2 separate regions of the Mus musculus genome follow, and region 1 is linked to region 2. Evidence: chromatin contacts called from public promoter capture Hi-C data. All regions are on one chromosome and are shown on one strand. Each heading gives the region's core, a stretch centred on a gene start, on an enhancer-like site or on the middle of the called end of the contact. The rest is flanking DNA. Distances are from core to core; before and after follow the strand shown.

Region 1 (2,861 bases), core at 360-2,859, 270 kb after region 2:
CAGATCTGGGACTGGGTTGTGTGGATGAAGGCTTGCTGCTGGCACTCCTTAACCATGACAAGGCAGCTCTTCCAGGAACTAGTTTCAGAGCTAAAAGGACTTCAAGACTTCCCATATAACTCCCTTAAAAAAAAAAAAAAAAAAAAAAAAAAAAAAACAGTCTGAGGTTGTGAAACTGAATGCAGATTAATCTAGCCGAAATCAGAGGCGCTGCCGGCTACCTGCAGATTAATCTAGGTGAAAGGGCTTGCCCAGTGCTGGAGCCTGAACCCTGAGTCCTAGCACTCAACCCTGAGATTGTCAGTTTTTTCTTTACAGAACAATTTGAAAAGCGCTCCTGGCCCAAGACAGTAATTACCTAGCTGGAAGAACGATAGCTTCTGATAAAGTCGTAAGGGCTGCATGGGTCAGAACTGTCACTGAACAGGCATGGTGGTACACACCTTTGAGCCCAGGATTTGGGAGGCAGAGATACACTGGCCTCTGTGAGCTCAAGGCCAGCCAGGTCTACACAGAGTTCCAGGTTAGCCAGGGAGGGCTATACAGAAAGCCTGTCTCAAAACAAAACAAGACAACCAGCTAGACCTGGTGGTGAACTCCTGCCAGCGCTTAAGAGACAAATGAAGGTGGATCCCTGTGGGTTCCAAGCCAACTTGCTGTGTATATATATATACTCTCTCTCTCATTCTCTCCCTCTCCATTCATATATATATAGTGAATTCCAGGTCATCCAGGACTATATTTAGTGACATCTTGTCTCTAAACAAAACAAAAAAATTGTTACAAACCCACTTCAGTGAAAGATAAGTAATGACTTACCAGACATTAAGGGATGGCTTGAACAAACGAACACACACGCACACTCAGTCTACCAGATTAAGCTGCCTTGTGGGGTAGCGGAGTCTCTGTCCCCTCTCTCCCTCTCTCCCTCTCTCCCTCTCTCCCTCTCTCTCTCTCTCTCTCTCTCACACACACACACACACACACACACACCTTCCCCCCCCACCCCCCAGATCGCCTCCTGAAGAGGAAGCAAGGATGGATGCCAGGGACATGCCTTCTAACTGCAGCAGAGCTTGCATCCAACTCTTAACCCCAGAACTGAGGTTCACAGGGAGATGGCAGTAATCGCGACTCTATACTGAAAGAGGGGTGCGAGCCTAGTTCAGAGGCGCTACCGGCTACCTGTAGAGATCTTCATCTAGCGGCTCGAGGTTGAGCACGCTCGTGACCAGCACACTACGGAGGTCCCCGGAAAGGTCGCCGCGGTCGGCGTCGCCATGAGCATCTCCCAGACCCTCTGGCGCTGACATTTTCACTGCTGGCTGCGGTTGAGAGAAACGCGGAAACTTATATAGGCTCCCAGCGCTTCCGGAAGGTCGCTCCAGGGGCCGGAAATCCCAAGGGCTCCGGGGAGCGAGACGCAGATTGTGATTGGTCGATGTGCTTGTCAATTTCAGAGTGGGCGCGGCTAGCTCTATCTTAAGATTGGAGGATATTTGTGTCAGTTTTGGACATCCGCGTGTGATTGGGTGAATCAGCGAGGGGGCGGAGCCTTGGAGATGAATAATAAGGGATGAGCGTCTTTCCTCTTCTGTCACTGAGCAAAGTCGCCCCTAGGTTGCTGTTACCGGTCTCCTCCTGTTCTGGGCTCCTCCCAAGCGCCCTGTAAGCCACTCACTCGGGACCGCAGCTGGGCCCGTGCCAGCCGTTACCCAGTGACCTCTGACCCCTGCCGTGGTTCTAGGTTCTAGGAGGGCCAGTCCCCGGCCATGGAGCTAGGCAGCTGCTTTAAGACCTACGAGGACTTCAAGGAGTGTTTCAGCGCCTACAAAAAGGAGACCAGGTGCTCCTTCATTGTCAGGGACTGCATCTCCGTCCGCTTCCATAACCTCAACAACGGCACCTCTTTCCGCGAGGATATCCTGTAAGGGCGGGGCAGGAGGGTGGGGAGGAGGGCTGCCTGGAGGAGGAGGGCGTGCATGGAGGAGCCACGTTCCCCGTGCCTGCGGAAAAACGAGGGAAACCTCACCGGCGTGGCCTTTGCTACCCGCCGCGCTTGCTCCCACTCCTTCATTCACGAGCTTTCCTGGGAATTCGCAGTAACTGCATCTTGTTGTTTTTCCGTTTTATTTGTTTGTTGAGAGAATCTATCTCAAGCGCAAGGCTGGTTGAGGAGTGAATTGAAACGCCTTAGTAATAATTTCCTCCATTAGCCTCCTCTTTACAAAGCAGTAATGGTGCTCATTGGTTGGTTGGTTGGTTCTTTTCGGTGATTGATTTTGTAAATGATTCTTGAGCTCCAGATACAGCCGTTTTCAAACACCTTCCTTATCCAAGGTGGTGCTCCCTGAGTGCCTTTCTTACTCTGCAGGGCTGTGTGTCAGAATTATTGGTGGTAGCTCCCTGACTCATTTGACTTTAGGGGCTAAAAGCTGATGAAAACGCCAGGGCTTTTAGGGTTCAGGTGAAACAGCCTACTATAAATTTAGCTTTTAGTTTTTCTTTGAAAGAAAGAATAAGGGTGCAGGTTTAGAAGCCCAATGCGAAAAGGTTGAGGCCGGCGGGTCATGAGTTTGAGACAAATCAGTTTGGTTTAAAAAAAAAAATACAGGGAAAGGGGGTTGGTGGTGGAAGCCTTTAATCCCAGCACTCAGGAGGCAGAGGCAGGCAGATCTCTGTGAGTTCGACGCCAGTCTGGTCTACAGAGCAGCTTCCAGGACAGTCAGGGCTACACAGAGAAAACCTGTCTTGAAAAACCAAAGTGGGGAGTTGGGGGGCGGGAGGGAGAGACAGAGAGAAATGGGAAGCAGCCCCGCCCCTTCGTAAAAAGGAAGGTTTGTGTGCCCAGTCTTTTGCTG
Region 2 (2,700 bases), core at 69-2,568:
CTGGTTTCATTTCTGTCTCTGTGATAAAAAATACCCTGACAAAAGGGTTTATTTTATTGTATAGCTCCAGGCTAAAGCTCACCACTGTAGGGCAAGCCAGAGTGAGAAGAGACGCAGGATCTTGTAGCAGCTAGTCACAGCCACACTCAAGAATGGAGCAGCATTAATGCATGCATGCCACATGTTTGTCTGCTTGTGCTGAGCTTGATTTTCTCCATTCTTTCACAGTCCGGGATTCCCTGCCTAGGGAATGGTGCTGCCCACAGTGGGCGGGGTCTTCTTACATAATTAACTCAAAAGAATCTTCTTCAGACATGGCCACCAGCCAACCCAGTGTAGAAAATCTCTTATTAAGACTCCCCAGGAGATTCTAGTTTGTATTAAGTTGGCGGTTAAAGTTGTCATATTGTAAGGGAAAGCTGTGTTCCAGGAATCTCTCCTAGCTTTTCGAAGTCTGCTGACTCATAGCCACATAAACCGTGTCTTCACAGAGGTGCCTTGTCTGTCTCTCAGTATAAGAATACGACTAGGGTCCACTGTAATGATTTCATTGTAATGTGATTAGTTCAGTAACATGCTTTTCTCTAAATAAGGTCACATTCTGATTGATGTCCTATAGATCAGGACTCCACCATGTCCTTTTAGGGGCACGGAGATGCACATCAGTCCGTAGTAGCTGATGAAGGAAGAGTCCAGACCTATTTGACAGACCCAGGTCTTTGTCCTTTGGTGGAAGGAAGACAGGATGACTGAGAGCTCACTCTCCAGCTGTGGTGCAAGTGTCCAATGCTAGGTCTGTCTTAACCGGGGGTTCTTCAGAACAGAAGGCAAGGACTACCAGGTGGCGATGGGACGGGAGGAAGGAGTGGAGAGGTAGCCTGCCATAGCTGTAACCTGGGCTTAGTCTCTCATGCAAGCTGGAAGATGAGCAAGACACACCTGTCAGAAGCAGTTTCCTTTTTTGTAAAGCATTGATGTCATGTTATAGGCCTCAGGAAGTTCACAGGCTTGGGCATCCTAAAGGTCTGTGTTGATTATGATCTGATGTGCTCTGAATACTGCAGGCCAAAGCTCCCACTCTGAAAACCCACACTTCAGCTCTTAGCATTTTCTCAATGTGTTGTCTATTGCACTAAAGACATGAATACGTTTATTTTCTATTATGTCACTTCCTGGAAGTAGGTCAAGGGACCCCTCCCCAACACATCAGGCATGCTACATTCTCTCTTCTGAATATGGATTCCAGACTTCTCTGGGGAGAATGCTTGCAGCCTTTTGCTTATAGGATAACCTCACTTGGTCCAGGCCTTGAAAAGCCTGCCCTCTGGTGGCAGTAGAAGGAACTGTACCCTCACAGTCTACCGGTACTTTTCCCCATGACATGAAACGTTTCTTTGGATGCCTGCTAGTTTTGGACCCTCCCTCCCTCTATCCTCCCTGCCTCTGTCCTCCCTGCCTCTGTCTCTTCTTTCTTCTTTCTGTCTTACTATTTTTCAATTCTGAGGATAGATTTCCACACTTTACACATGTCAGGAAAGCCTTCTAGCACCGGATGCAGCTCCCTAGCTTATTTTTCCTCTCTTTTGCTGAGAAACCAAGTTTCTAAAATGCAGGCTAATATGAATAATTAGCATAAGCATTACATCATCAGTACTTGTAGCAGACGATCCAGACACAGTTTCCTCTCTCACGAAGTGCTTGTTCTTATAGATGTTGAACATGTGGTTGGCAATGAACATGCTGACTGCTGGTGAACGGGCATGCAGCTATGGTGCAGATTCCACAGGAGACCTGGCTTGGGTGCAGGTGGCAATAGTGGCAGTTGGGAAGGCTGACCCCAGAAAGAGAAGTTTCAGCTGAGCTCTGAGGCGTGAGTGAGAGTTACCAAGTGTGGTGGATGAGAGCCAAAACAACACAAGGATGATTCAAGTAAGAGACGTGGGTTCAAGTGGGGAGATGAGGCAGGACGCCCCAAGTCTTGTAAGCGATGGACTGAGCTGTGGGGCAAGCTGAGGGTTTGGGGTGCTATCCTAAGACCAGGGGAAGAGTCAGGACCCTTGGGAGTTGCTATGGTTTGTATAAGCTTGGCTCAGGGAGTGGCACTATTAGAAGGTGTGGTCCTGTTGGAGTGGGTGTGGTCTCGTTGGTGTAGGTGTGTCAGTGTGGGTGTGGGCTTTAAGACCCTCATCCTAGCTGCCTGAAAGCCAGCCTTCAGATGAAGATGTAGAACTCTCAGCTCCTCCTGCACCATGTCTGCCTGGATTCTACTATGTTCCTGCCTTGATGATAGTGGACTGAACCTCTGAACCTGTAAGCCAGCCCCAATTAAATGTTGTCATAATTTATAAGAGTTGCCTTGGGGGGCTGGAGAGATGGCTCAGCGGGTTAGAGCACTGACTGCTCTTCCAAAGGTTCTGAGTTCAAATCCCAGCAACCACATGGTGGTTCACAACCATCCGTAGTAAGATCTGATGCCCTCTTCTGGTGCGTCTGAAGTCAGCTATAGTGTACTTATGTATAATAATAAATAGGTCTTAAAAAAAAAGAGTTGCCTTGGTCATGCTGTCTGTTCCCAACAGTGAAACCCTAAGACAAGAGTGAATGAAGGGGGTGGGGGGAGGCACCCAGGCAGCAGTGGTCATGGCAACTGATTAGCTGGAAGAAGACAGTATTCTTGGCTCACCAGAGAACAGTTAGGGG

Evidence for each region. Promoter capture Hi-C pulls out the DNA fragments that hold promoters and counts their contacts.
Region 1: a promoter capture Hi-C map of pre-B cells shows a contact between it and region 2, with 2.6 times the contacts expected there. The contact joins the promoter of Zswim3 here to the enhancer-like site in region 2. A contact is called at or near these places in 2 of 39 promoter capture datasets (the 3T3-L1 cell line and pre-B cells), 1 of 15 datasets of contacts at CTCF or cohesin (large pre-B cells), 2 of 115 datasets of contacts at active chromatin or transcription factors (bone marrow-derived macrophages and memory CD8 T cells) and 1 of 9 other capture datasets (liver).

What each region holds. Positions count from the first base shown.
Region 1 is chr2:164,803,505-164,806,365 of GRCm38.p6, forward strand. Zswim3 (zinc finger SWIM-type containing 3) reads left to right here and starts at 1,610. Exons shown (of 2, transcript NM_178375.2): 1 at 1,610-1,927. The coding sequence starts at 1,773. It overlaps Acot8 (acyl-CoA thioesterase 8), which reads right to left and starts at 1,377. Exons shown (of 6, transcript NM_133240.2): 1 at 1,186-1,377. The coding sequence starts at 1,313.
Region 2 is chr2:164,530,058-164,532,757 of GRCm38.p6, forward strand. It overlaps Gm36090 (a long non-coding RNA gene), which reads right to left. Exons shown (of 6, transcript XR_375205.4): 6 at 2,132-2,700. Among named protein-coding and RNA genes, the nearest start is that of Gm36090, 18 kb to the right of the region's middle. Within about 2 kb of position 1,319, at least 15 of the 459 cell types and tissues checked have an H3K27ac peak or open chromatin away from gene starts, as enhancers often do. A contact at or near this core is called in pre-B cells, where this site is marked.